3 separate regions of the Sus scrofa genome follow, and regions 2 and 3 are each linked to region 1. Evidence: chromatin contacts called from public HiChIP or PLAC-seq data. All regions are on one chromosome and are shown on one strand. The core of a region is the stretch at or near the end of the contact, and the rest is flanking DNA. Distances in the headings are between cores, read along the strand shown.

Region 1 (4,443 bases), core at 957-3,456:
AACAGAAAGAAAATTTAGGAAGCCACAAATAAGCGGCTTATAATAAATAACATGGTTCCTAGTCAGATTCATTAACCACTGCACCACAACAGGAACTCCGTGCTGTACCTTTAAAGTGCTTCTCCATTCAGGACAAGAGACCAACCCTTCCTTCTTTCTTGACACTTTCTTCCTTTAGCTTAAGGAGTACTCCTCTCTGGTTTTCCTGGTGCTCCTTTTCAGGCTCCTTTGCTAGCTCCTCCTCCCCTGCTAAGCTGCTAAATTGTGCCTCTAGGCTTGGGCCTTGGCTTTTTTATCTTCTCTGAATGATCTCATCCAGACACATGGCTCTTATCACCATCTATTAACTGAAGAGCTCCCAAATTTATATCTCTGATTTTGACCTCTCCCCTAACCCTCAGACTTGCATAACCAAAAAACAAACAAACAAAAACCCCACAAAAACAAAAAGCAAACCTTCTTAACATCTCCTTTTAGATGTGCTGCCGGGTAGTTTCCATGTCCCCCTCCAGATCAACTTTCATCTGTCCTGTGCCCTGCAAGGCTGAATATCATGTGCAGCATCACCAGCTGTCTTACCCAATGAGGAGTATTGGCCATAGGTCAGAATGTTGGAGGAGAGGAGGTTAGGCAGGAGTTCATCTTCCTCAGCCTGCTCACCAGCTGCAGTTATCCTCTCTGGCTTCTGATAAGCCTGCCGTTCCTCCCCTTGTCCTGTTTGGCCTGAAGCTGGTCACAGTCAGTGTACTGGTCTATGGCTTGTCTAGGGACCTTCCCCATCACTGTCAGTCCCCTTGCCCCTGCTTTTATTAACAGTCCCTTTACCCACCTCTCTCCAGGGCTCCAGTTTGACTGGATGTCCACTTTTCACCTAGTTGACTGAAATGGGCATATACTAGACATCTCAAACTTAACACAGCCCAAGTAAGACCCTTCTCCCTCCTAAACCTCACAGTTTCTCGTCACAGTACATGGCAGCAATGTGTATCCCCTTGCTCCAGCCATGGAGCATGGTGGGTGCTCATGGTTTTTATATGAAGGTTGTTCATCTGCAACTCCCCATCTTTAACAACTATAGAATTAGGAGTCTGGGGCTTGTCCTGAATGCTAGTTAGTCCATTCGCAATGGGAATGTCCTACCATTTCTTACTACCTTGTGAATCCTTCAATGGCATAACCTTATTCATCCTTGTATTGTCACCCAGAACAGTATTTAAAATATAACAGATGACTGAAATATGTATGTTGGATGTTTAAGTTAATTAATGTTTGCCAGATACTGGTCTAGTTAAGGGCACCCTTTTTGTTCTTGTATATTTAAACTTTTAATAAAACTGTAAAACTTTTATCTGGTTAGGATGGTTTTAACTTACCTACTTTCCCAGCCTTAGTATTCTACAACTTTAATTTGAATTATTCTAAAATGCAAGAGATGAGGATTAAGCAGGAATGCTTTGGCTTTTGAGTTGTTTTTGAGCTGAATAAAGTCCACAAAACCACTGGGAGACTTTTACATGAACAGCTGTTAGGTGACCCTGTAGAAGGAAATGTTATGTTCATTTAAAAAAAAAAAAAAGAGTATAAACAGTAAACATGCTGGGAGGTCAAACTAAGAATGGGAAAAGAGAGGCTGGGAACTGGAGAGCTGAGACTTGGACTGTTTCACACCAGCTCTAAAAGTGCTAAGCGATTTTCCTGATGTCTTTGAAAGAAGTTTTAGCCCTTTTTGTGGCTATTTATGAAATCACGTTGCTAGGTGACACCGTGGGATGAGCACGGTGCTAACCTAACACTCACTGATTTCCAGAACTAGTAATGAAGGGATATATACGGGGGCGGGGGATAGAATCCAGGAAGGAATGCAGAGGCATCCGGATGAGAAGTGTTTGGAGTAAAGGAATCAGCTTTAGACAAACCTTCCTTTTTCTCTCTCCATTCCGGTAAAATGATCTGTTCAGGATCTTTTGTCCAACCTTTCCCCTGCTCTCTCTTGGGGCCCAGGAGGGGGGGGGCTGGTGTGCCTCGTTGCCAGCAGCCTTTTCCTCTCTTCTGACTTTTGGCCTCCTCTGGGAGAAAAGCAGGGCTGCTTCCTGCAGCAGCCTCATCGGGAAATCACTAGGGAGGAAACCCAGGAGTCAGGCTCCCCACGCGGCCAGTCTGAGAACCGGCGTTGCCTTTCTTCTCTCCGTGCACGCGCCGCGTGGGAATGTGTGGGAGGCCGACTGTCGGTGCTTGGGTGAAGCTGGGGCGGGGAGAAGGATACTGCATGTGCTGCAGTGTGAGGAGGCTGATTTCCAAGCAGCAGACCACCTGCAATTTAAAATACATTTTTTAGCCATTTAAGTCATAGTGACCTGAAGCAAAGCCAGTCACCATTTTGAAAGGCATCTATTGAAAACTGGGTTCCTAATGTTTGCTTGCCAAATAACCTGGGAATATACAAGTTCACACAGCTGGCCGGAATCGCTAAATGACACGTTTGGGGATATTAGCCAGCATCCGGGGGCTATAGGAATTGAGGAATGCTTTGGGTGTTGTGTGTGCTTGTGTTTTGTTGGCCTGTGTTCCTGAGGCCACCCGCACCTTAGGGACGCTGCTTGGGGATAATTGCCAGGTGTACGCTTTGAGCCTCTCTGAAGCAGTCCGAAGCACTTGCTGGAACTGGGGATGCATGTAATCCCCGCCTGTCACTGAGTCTGCATTGCGTCTTTTGCACCTCCTAGTGGCCGCGAGTTAGTGCAAACCAGACCTTCTGCTGCAGCTACTGCTCCTTGGAAACAGGCGACTGTGCTGTTCTCTCTCATAGTTCCTTGCTTCAGCTGCGGGATCTGCGTGGTTCTTACAGCTCCATTGCAGTTCTCCAAATGAGAGAAGAGGTTGTCCTCAGTGATATTAGCTTTTAGTTGCTGCCCCTGATAGTCACCTTTATGCACATTTGGAAAAGGGTGATCTCCCACAATGAAGAGCAATTAAAGGTTTCTAAGTGAACGATTTAAAAAAAGTTCCTTCTTCCATCAGATAGCCCTACCCTTCCAGGTAACCAGCTTGGCAAAAGAGGCTAAGCCTGGGTTTTGTTACATTTGTATTCTTGCTCTGCTTGGGCTCCTGTGAATGCCACTTGTGGAGGCCTTATACTTGAGACTGTACACTAATTTTGAAAAAAATGAAAATTTTATTATGATAAATTTCAAACCTATGCAAAGTAGGTGGAATAAAAACAAGATAAAGCATATATGCAAAGCACCCATCTTCAACAATTTTCAGCTCCGAGCTTCTCTTATTTATATATACTTTAAATTTCTCCCCCACATCAAGTATTCTGAAGAAAATTCTAAAAGGATTGAGTTGAATCTATATCATTTCATCTATAAACATTTGAGTGTGTATCTCTAAAAGAGGTGGTTTCCTAGAATCCTTCAGAAGCAGTCAATGAGATTTTTTGAGTTTTTTTTTTTTTAATAAAGGAACTCTTGGATTAAACATGTTTGATACATTTTAATCTTTTACAGATTATTATCCCTATTGAAGTTCCCTTTGTCTTCTTTTTGGTCAGTGGAAACTCGAGTAGTTTCGCTTCCCCAATACTGTCTTTATGTTGTGGTTGTTAATAGTACAATTTATTTATTCATTTATCAAAGTCATCAAACTTTACCTGCTGGTTTTAACATCCCTTTCTACACTCCTTATGACATCCTACTGTAAGGTGAAGCTTTCTCTTTTCTGCATTTATTATTTATTTCATTTTATATGGGTGGACTCATGGTTTTTAAAAGAGTTATGACCCACTCTTATCATTATTTATTTTGATGCTCTCTTGCCCCAGATTGGCCAGTGTGAGCCCCTTCACACTCACTTCTGTGCCCTTTGACATGTCTCCAACATTTTTTGAGTACTTTTTTACTTTGCCTACTTTACTCAGATGTTCCAGGCTCATATTATACTTTCCCTGTCTCAGCGCTGAAACTGGCCATTTCTCCAGTAAGCTCCAATAGTACCTGTTGGTGGAGGACGGTACTTAGAGATCAAGATCCAGGTGGTAAGTACTTCATTGTTATTGAAGTGTTTCTGTTCTCAGGCCTTCTCAGTGGACAGACCCAGGAATATATGTATGTATATGCATACAAAGATGTACATTTACATAATCTTTATTTCTTTATCTGTGTGTGTGTGTGTGTGTGTGTGTGTGTGTGTGTGTGTGTGTGTAAATTTTATTTGGTTAATTCTGATTCCAATTCAACACCATATTGTTCATTCTAGCTTTCCCCTTCCCATGTTTGTAAGTACCCTCTTCAACAGTGAGAAGCCCAGAGACCATTATCCCCAATGTACATACCTACTTGCTCATTCCTCCTCCATCTCACTTAGTATGTATTCCTTTTGTGAGCCTCCACCTGCCTCTGAGATGTCACTGCCCACATTGCCATGATTTCCTCATGTGGGTCC
Region 2 (4,443 bases), core at 1,250-3,749, 360 kb before region 1:
GGTATTGTATTTTTATATTCCTTTTCTAATATTTCATTGTTAGTATACAGAAATGCAACTGATTTCTGAATGTTAATCTTGTAAGGCTGTTTTTTAAGAAGACCCAGGAGAGCATTATTTTTAAAAAAACAATCTGAAATACATTATTTATGTACTAAATTATGAAAGTATTGGCATTTCTCTGGCATTTCAACAAGTTATAGGCACAATAAATATTCAAAATTGGGACCATCTCATACAAAATCTATGCTGTAATAAGATCTCTCCATAGTACATACACAGAAAGAGAAAATCAAGGCACATGGATGGCAAATGGTTTTTCTCAACAGTCCAGAAAAAGTAAGTTTTTCCAGAGCTTGTGCCAGGATTCATTTCCACATTCTTTGGTGAAGGTCTTATCTTTTTCCTTTGTTAGCTCAAATATTAAATAGACATCATACAATTTAAGAAAAAGAGCAATTTCCAAAAAGAAAAATCTCCGTATTTCAGAATGTATAAATTCAAAAGAGTATACATATATCAAAACGTCAGGTTTTATAAACTAGTGATTACCAGTGGGGAGAAGGAAGGGGGGAGGGACAAAAGAGGGGTAGGGGATTAAGAGATATAAACTAATAAATAAGCTGGGAGGATATATTGTACAACACAGGGAATATAGTCAATATTTTTTAATAACTATAAATGGAGTATAACCTTTAAAAATTGTGAATCACTATGTCATACATTTGAAATTTACATAATATTATACATTGACTATACGTCCATAAAAAATAAGGAGGAAACTACCTTTCTCTCTGGCTTTTGAGAGCACTGAATGAGGTTTTAAAAAAATCATGTCTTACACCTTTAAATATATATAATTTTTATTTTTCAATAATATAGTAAAAAAGAAAATTCAAGAGAACTGTCAAGAAACAATATTAATGTTATCATCTCCTCATTCAGAATAACATGCACAAAGAGTACCTTTAGGGATAAAGTGTAGCTGGATTTCAAGGTGGCAGTCCCAGCAGGGATCCACAGAACTAACGATGCCAGAAATTTTAGTCAGCGAGGCACATCTGCTCATACCTATTTAGAGACGAATTTAAACTGATAGCAGTTTAGAGATATATTTGTCACATTTACAGACTTGTACATTCACAAGCTCCCTCTATGTCTAACCCACTCCATGTTTCCATCTGCCCTTTTGCCCAGTTCACGTGGGAAAGATACCTAATTCTGAGAAATAGTACTTAACCAGGAGCTTTACATATATGAATGGCCTAACTGCTACAGATGTGCTACAGTTTTACAAAACAGTAATATTTCCTGTAAATCACTTACTGTTCTAATTGATCCCTCCCCTGCCCCACTCCTTCCCTATTACCTTGTGGAAGCAGAAGAACCAAAGTATGTTAGAGACCTTAAAGCAATCTGGCCTATCAAAGATTACAGTACAGCATTCTATGTAGATCTATTACCCAAAAGCCAATAAAGGGGGCTTTCTAAGGTTAGTCCATAGGAAATAAAAAATATACTCTTTAGAAAACACCACCATTTTAAAGAACAGTTTGTACCCAAAGGCCCAGGGAATGGGTTCAGCCTAAGTTAAGGCTCCAACCCTTGACAATTCCTAAGAGTCATCTAAATATGGCATTTCAGCCATCTTCTCATCCCTCTGGGGAAAAATTCAAGGTATGTCATACTGCCTTCTGTCTCCAGCAAAGATTGCACCTCAACCACCTCTAATGTGCCTTGATCCATTTTCCAAGAAATCTATAGCAAAGAGGGTTTCTCCAACTATTTACCCTTGATTCTATGTGTACATTTACCTTTCTGAATTGAGGCTCCAGGCTTCACACATACACACACACACACACACATTCTCTTAGCATAGACCATCTCCTGTTAGATGGGTCTGCTGCCTGAGGATTTGACATGTGGGCAGGGGAAGAAACAGGGGCGGGGGGCAGGACAGGAGCTGAGGCCTAGAGAAAGCCTCTACCAGGAGCTTAGAAATCAGAATTGCAACAGAGTCCCCTGACAGAATCAGTACAACCCCCTGTAGCTCCAAAAGCACCCACATGTCCATTCCTCAGTGACCACAAGCTCTAGGGATGCTGGCATTACACAGTATCAGGGAATCTCAACCCTGACATGCTGTCTCCAGTTCCGTTTTACTGTTCCTCTCAGGCCGGCTGCTTACAAAATCGTGTTTGTCCTCCCACTTCCTTTGTCAATACTTCCTCCAGAAGCCAAAACAAACACTCGGCAGCACAGCAACACACCAATCCCAGTACCAGAAAAAAAAAAAAAAAAGAAAGAAAGAGAAAGAAAATGAAAACCTCACAGCACACATGTGGCACAGGAACACAAAAGTTCAGTTTCTGGGAGAAAAGAGACAACAACTATGCTTTATATCTGTTTTTCTCCCCTTCTTCCCCACCCTCATCTTCCTTCCCCATACCACACTGAGAAAAACCCAGAGGGTTTCTTCAGCCTGGGATCCTGGCCAGAGGGTCAAGGACACTAGCTGTTCCACATTCACAGCCCTTCCGGCCCTGCTCCGCTGGTCACTTTTGTTCTGGTGGGGCTGGGCCGAAGGGCGGCAGGCTCCTGGTCAGCCACACTAGAGCTTATGTGTGTTCCAGTGTTTGGAAGTGTTGCAGTGAGGCTCCTGAAGCCTTACTTGTCTAATGTTTGACCTTTCCTCACAATGGCTCCACTGACAGGGCTTAAGAAATGGTGATCTGCTGTTTGAGAAGGAACACTCCGTGCTAGGAAAAGGCCCTTTGCTGGGAGGTAGTTGACCTCAATTCCAGCCAGACTTTCCCATCGCTGGGTCCATCTTCACCCGAAGCTGGATAAAGTTGGGCAGATCATTTAAGCCAGGAGGCTTAATGGAGAAAGCAAATTCTGACCTGATTAAAAGGAAAGTCAGGGCTCTGTGACACCCTGAGGTCCTTCTGGCTCCAGCTTCAATGATTCCTTCATAGTCTTACCCACTGATGGTAAACAATTACCAATGGGTAGGTGACACAAATAGGTGACACCAGCTGGAAACGTACGCTGTGTCTAAAGGGGCAGCCTCTATCTCCAGCCAAACTTCAAGAATGTAGACTCAGTTTTACCAGAAATTCTGTATTTCAAGAGAAGGCAGAAATATGTATTTTTCCTATGAAAATTTTCCGATTTTAAAATTCTGACACCTACTTGATTTTTTTTTATAATTTTTTTTAAATTTTTATATTTCATTTCTTTTTATTACTCAAATGAATTTATCACATCTGTAGTTGTATAATGACCATAACAATCCAATTTCACAGGATTTCCATCCCACAGCCCAAGCACATCCCCCCCACCCCTCAAACTATCTTCTCTGGAGACCATAAGTTTTTCAATGTCTGTGAGTCAGCATTTGTTCTGCAAAGAAGTTCAGTCTGCCCTTTTTTCAGATTCCACATGTCAGTGAAAGCATTTGATGTTGGTGTCTCATTGCATGGTTGACTTCACTTAGCATGATAATTTCTAGGTCCATCCATGTTGCTAAAAATGCCAGTATTTCATTTCTTTTAATGGCTGAGTACTATTCCATTGTGTATATGTACCACATCTTCTTGATCCACTCCTCTGTCGATGGACATTTAGGTTGTTTCCATGTCTTGGCTGTTGTAAATAGTGCTGCAATGAACATCAGAGTACATGTGTCTGACACCTACTTTAAAACTCATAATTCTGCGAAAGCCAAACAAAACACATTTCCTACCTTTCTACCTCCTACCAGTCTGTAACCTGCCTAGAAAGTGACTCTCAACTAAGCATGATCCAGCAGGCGGTGACATGAGGGAGCCTTGTATCAAAATCTCCACCAGGGGCTCTTTCAACTAACCAAACTCCCACTCACAGCTGACCTTTAGGCTTATATTCCTCCTCAATGTTTGCTTTTGCCCTTGAAATTTATGGCATGATATGATGAGAGTGTATCATGCCTGTGAATATCGTAGCAACCAAAAAATGATTGACAATTATTAGAAAGTGCTTATCTTCATATGGACCATGCAGTTTGCAAAATATTTTCATGTACTTTTTCTTATCATCCCTTTAAAATGAAATAAAGAAAACTAGAAATTATAGCTCAGAGTAATTAAGTCAGTTGTCCAAGATCACACAGCTAACAAGTGATAAACAGGGAAAGTGAACCAAGGTCTTCCAACTTGGAACTCTTGAGAAGTCCCGAGTACCTACCTGCAGACCCCCTAAGTAGCAGTCCTGGTCCATGCTCCCTTCTTCCGGACCCTGGCCTGGCCTTTCCCTACTCACGCTCTTTCCAACCCTGATATGACTCCTTCTCCAGAACATTTGACGCTCATAACACTACCACTTTATCCACTGCTAATTGGAAGAATATGTTCCATGCCCAGACCATTACCTTGAGTGAGGATAGTGGTTTCCCAAATGGAA
Region 3 (4,443 bases), core at 1,302-3,801, 270 kb before region 1:
ATAGAATCAGAAAATATGGACAATGGAACTGCAAATAGGTCTCATGCAGAATCCTTTCAAAATTGCTTTTCATTTTTTTATAGAAATATAGTTGATTTATAATGTTGTACCAATTTCTACTGTACAGCAGAGTGACCCACACACACACACACACACACACACACATACACACACACATTCCCTTTCTTATATTCCATCATGGTCTATCCCAAGAGACTGGATATAGTTCCCTGTGCTGAACAGTAGGATCTCATTGCTTATCCATTCTAAATGCAAGAGTTTGCATCTGCTCACTTGCTTTTTAAGTCATTGTTTTGTGTGTGTGTGTGTGTGTGTGTGTGTGTGTGTGTGTATACGCACGCATGTGTGTGTGTTTTGCCATTTGTCTCAAGTTGAGGGGAGAAACAAATTCTACTTATTTGAGGTTTCTGTTTTTTTCTGATATTTTTAATGTTGCCCATATTGGTCCTTATTAAAACATTTTTTGATATGTAGCTCATTTTGGCCTTATTACACAGTACAATGTGCTTAACTCCAATGTAAAGGTGTATAAATAGGAATAGGCAGGCCAGTGATATCTCCTTTGTAAAACAGCAAAAATAACTGCTTTTTTGAAGTCCAACCAGCTCCCACTATTAGAAGTATAGAGGACATTTGAGTCAAAGTCCTCTTCCTCAAAAACCCTCTTGTTACCATGGGAAAACTGAAATGTTCAAATGTGGGCAATGTTATAATTAGAACCAAATGTGGGCTTCGTGGGACCTGTCATGATGTTTCTAGGAAGCTAGTTCTGCGTTGGCTTTGTAAGACATCCTTTTCCTACAATCATGACTCACTGTGACTTCCAAGGCTCCCTTCTCCTCCTCCATACTCACCCCCTCCCCTGCCCGCCTTGTTTTGGAGTGGAACCTGCCTCCAAGCCCCCATCCAGAGAAGGCCAAGTAGGTGGTTGTGCAGTCCACTAACAAGAATGCCCTTCTAGGCATTGTGGAAGTGGGACAAAGGATTTTGCTGGGCATATTCAGAGCTAATGATGTGCTGGGTATATGTTAATCATACATGGGGAGACTCATTTTTTGGCAGCCCTAACCTGCTCAGTAATCCAGCCAAGCCCTCCCATTCCTCCCTCCTTTCTTCCTTTCAGGAAAGCATGTGCAAGTTCTCCGCAAAACGATGAATCTCTTCTCCTCAGGGGAATGTACGAGTCAGAAATGCTTTTAAAAAGGAAAGAAGAGCCAAAGCCTTTGCATAAGTAGGCCAGCTGCAGAGCCTCAAGGGGGGAGTTGGGGGAGAAACCTCCTTGCGGCTGTGGCCCCAAACCTCCCGGCTGCCACTTGTTTCCATTGTCTGCCCACAACCCCAAACAAGCCAGCCCACACCCCGGTGAGTGCACCCACTGTCATTTTCAGGAAAAGAGATGTTCCGAGTCCATCTTGGCATTTCTGTGAAATCACAGAAATAATTCATTGAATCACAGAACTGAAAGAGATGATCTAATCACTTTCATTTTTAAAATGATGAAAATGCAGTCGGGAGAGTCTATCTGACCTGCCCAAGCTCACATAGCTCTAGATACCTGGAACTAGATCTGGAATCTGCATCTTTTTATTCTGTCTTTGCCCTTTTTCTCGTGGGCTTGTAACAGCAAACCTGATGGTAGATATGCTTTCACCCCAGTTCTCTTGCTGTGGTTTTCTCTAATGTTCTCTTGTCATTTGAATAATGTGTAACCAGCATACAGTTGAGCTGAATCTGATTATGAAGACATATCTGTAGTACCTGTTAAAAGTAGAGATTCCTAAGACTTTCATTGGGAGGTTCTGGGATGGGTCTCAGGAATCATTTAACAAGTTTCCCAAGTGAATCTTATGATCAAGTCAGTTCAGGAAAAAACATGGTAGAGCAAAAGTTGAAAGAAAAAAAAATGTCTGTTTGACGGGCAGGGTGTTCCAACAAGAATAGAACGGGAGGGTGGAGAGGACCAGGAATTTTGCCTCCTAGCTGCTTTTTTAGTGGGTTAACCACTAGACCACACTTCCTCTCCAGGAGAGGCAAGGAATTAAAATCAAAGGTTTACCACTGATTCATGCTGCCTGCTAATGCTGCTTATTGCGCCATGCTGTGACCCTGCACTCTAGGGCTTGGAAACAGATGTGGGGAGTGAGCAGCCTGAGGTACTGAGGGGTGGGGGAGGCCTGGTGAAGGCAGACAGCCAGGAAAAGAACTTCCTCTGCTGCTAAATTTCAGGCAGGAGTGGAAGTCGGTCTAAATTGTTACCATGCAGATTTGGAATCATTTTTGCAATCGCCTGGCTCCAATTCCAGGTTTGTGCATTCTGCAACAAGAGCTGAAAACTTAGTAATGCTCCTGACCTGACTTTTGCCTCTGCCCTCATCTGAATGCCTATTATGAAGTTACACATTTAACTCGATGGTCATTTCAGTAGGCAAAAGAGTTTTGTTACCCTCCTTGGCCCCCTCCCTCTCCATACACACTTTTTAAAAGGAAGTACAGAAGAGGTAAGCAATTTGACTAAGTTTAAACTAATTTCAATATTGTGGTTGTTTGATTAAAAATGCAACCAAGCCATTTCAACCACTTCCGGACTCCCTTCAGTATATTCTTATCAGGCAAACAAACAAAAAACAAAACAAACAAAACAAAGAGAAAGATTTATTTTCTCCCATGAAATGAATTTTTAGGTGTGTCCTCAGACATGTAGTATGTAGTTTACCATGTCAATGTTTATCAAAAACACACAGCTGTTAGGTGTTAACTATGTATTCTAGAAATAGTTTTTGTAACTTCTTTACTAAGCCGGAAGCTCTGTGAGGGTGGGGCGGAAATTGCAGCTTTGGTTTTCACTAGACATTGCAATGTGGAAGTGCTTAAGTGCCATGGGGTAGAGGAACTGGATTTCAGGTCCAGAGGGGTTAGGATTCCAAAATTTATCAATAAAATACAGGACAGCCAAAAAAAATTAAATTTGAATTTCATATTTCTTTAGTGTTAGTATAGGTATGTCCCATGCAATGCAATATATGAGACACACTTATACTAAACAATCATTCATTATTTCTGATATGCAAATATAACTGAGCATCCTGTTGACCAGTTTGGCAACTCTAGCACGGGGCTTCCTCATTAGCACTAGAGCCTCCAGGATTACCTCAAAAATGATTAAAATGCAAACCCTTCCCTCTAGAAGGTTTCTAGTATAGTGCCTGAGGAGAAAGAAAGTCTGACTCCACAAGAGTCATGCTACATTGCGATAAACTGTATCACAAAAATGAAAAGAGATCTAGAATCACAGGGCAAGGAGCCACAAAACAAAACCGCCATACCCATGAAGGTTTCTCAGAGCTGGTACGCTTGAGCTTGGTTTTAAAGGATAAGCAGCTAATCAGATGGAGGCATGGAGGTTTGAAAGAGTGCAAGTTCAGTGTGGCTGAAGCATCTCCTCTGTGTGTATAGGACTAGGGGTCAGAGTTGACAGGCATCCAGAGGTGAAGTTTGGAAGGTTGCCTAGGGTAGCCTTGTGAAGTGCCTTTATGTCATGTTGAAGAATTTGAAACTTATATTGATGGGTAGAGAAGCCAGCAAGTGTTTTTCAGCTGAGTGGCATAATCATCTCTGTTTTTGAAAGATAATTCTGGTGACAGATTGGAGTGGGCAGAACTTGTAGGCAGGGAGACCAATTAGGAGTTTATTGAAATAGCCCAGGCAAGAAAAGATGAGCTTATTTCAACTAAGGCAGTGGTGGTGGAAATAGTGCAGAAAGCAAAAATTACAGAGACATTTAGGTGGTAGAATCAATACAGCTTGGTGATTGATTGCATAATGGCAGTAAGATAGAGGAAGAAGTTAATGTACTATAAGTCTCCAGATAAATAATGGGCCTTATTTTTACTCTAATTGTCAATCTGTAGAATGGAGCAATAATACTTTATTTACTTTGCCAGGCTACTGTGAAGACCAATTAAGATTATTTATGTGAAAGCAGCTTGTCAAATATGAAGTGGTATAAAAATTTATTGCTGCTAAAGAATGTGCATCTATCCCAGTAGACTCTAAACTCTTTCAGGGCAGAGGATACATTTTATTTATCTTTGGTCTCCCCTAGCGTGCAGCCTTGAATGTATAGATAACTAATGCATGTTTGGAGCATTGAATCAAATTTGAAATTCTGCCATACCAAACCAAAATAACAAACACTTTGTTTACCATCCTGTTGGTGTGTGTCTGGAAGTACATAACGGATCTAGTGAAAATGCCAACAAAATCAGGGCCACAGTTTCCAGGAGAAATACCCACTTAAGTAATGCCGAGGCTGAAGGAAATCCTTTTCTCTTGATTCAAAGATACACCAAACACTGAGGGCCATCTTAATTACCCAGATACATTTCCTTCCTTACATTCCTCCCATTATAAAATAGTTAAAAT

What was found. HiChIP or PLAC-seq counts read pairs in DNA pulled down with a chosen protein or histone mark.
Region 2: an H3K27ac HiChIP or PLAC-seq map of alveolar macrophages shows a contact between it and region 1. The contact joins two enhancer-like sites. A contact is called at or near these places in 1 of 47 Hi-C or Micro-C datasets (heart right ventricle) and 2 of 2 datasets of contacts at active chromatin or transcription factors (alveolar macrophages and skeletal muscle).
Region 3: a contact with region 1 is called in an H3K27ac HiChIP or PLAC-seq map of skeletal muscle, with 5 times the contacts expected there. The contact joins two enhancer-like sites. A contact is called at or near these places in 2 of 2 datasets of contacts at active chromatin or transcription factors (alveolar macrophages and skeletal muscle).

What each region holds. Positions count from the first base shown.
Region 1 is chr1:132,880,979-132,885,421 of Sscrofa11.1, reverse strand. No RefSeq gene overlaps it. Among named protein-coding and RNA genes, the nearest start is that of FAM98B, 64 kb to the right of the region's middle. Within about 2 kb of position 2,206, at least 34 of the 83 cell types and tissues checked have an H3K27ac peak or open chromatin away from gene starts, as enhancers often do. A contact at or near this core is called in alveolar macrophages and skeletal muscle, where this site is marked.
Region 2 is chr1:133,236,932-133,241,374 of Sscrofa11.1, reverse strand. No RefSeq gene overlaps it. Among named protein-coding and RNA genes, the nearest start is that of TMCO5A, 140 kb to the left of the region's middle. Within about 2 kb of position 2,499, at least 40 of the 83 cell types and tissues checked have an H3K27ac peak or open chromatin away from gene starts, as enhancers often do. A contact at or near this core is called in alveolar macrophages and skeletal muscle, where this site is marked.
Region 3 is chr1:133,148,704-133,153,146 of Sscrofa11.1, reverse strand. No RefSeq gene overlaps it. Among named protein-coding and RNA genes, the nearest start is that of SPRED1, 130 kb to the right of the region's middle. Within about 2 kb of position 2,551, at least 37 of the 83 cell types and tissues checked have an H3K27ac peak or open chromatin away from gene starts, as enhancers often do. A contact at or near this core is called in alveolar macrophages and skeletal muscle, where this site is marked.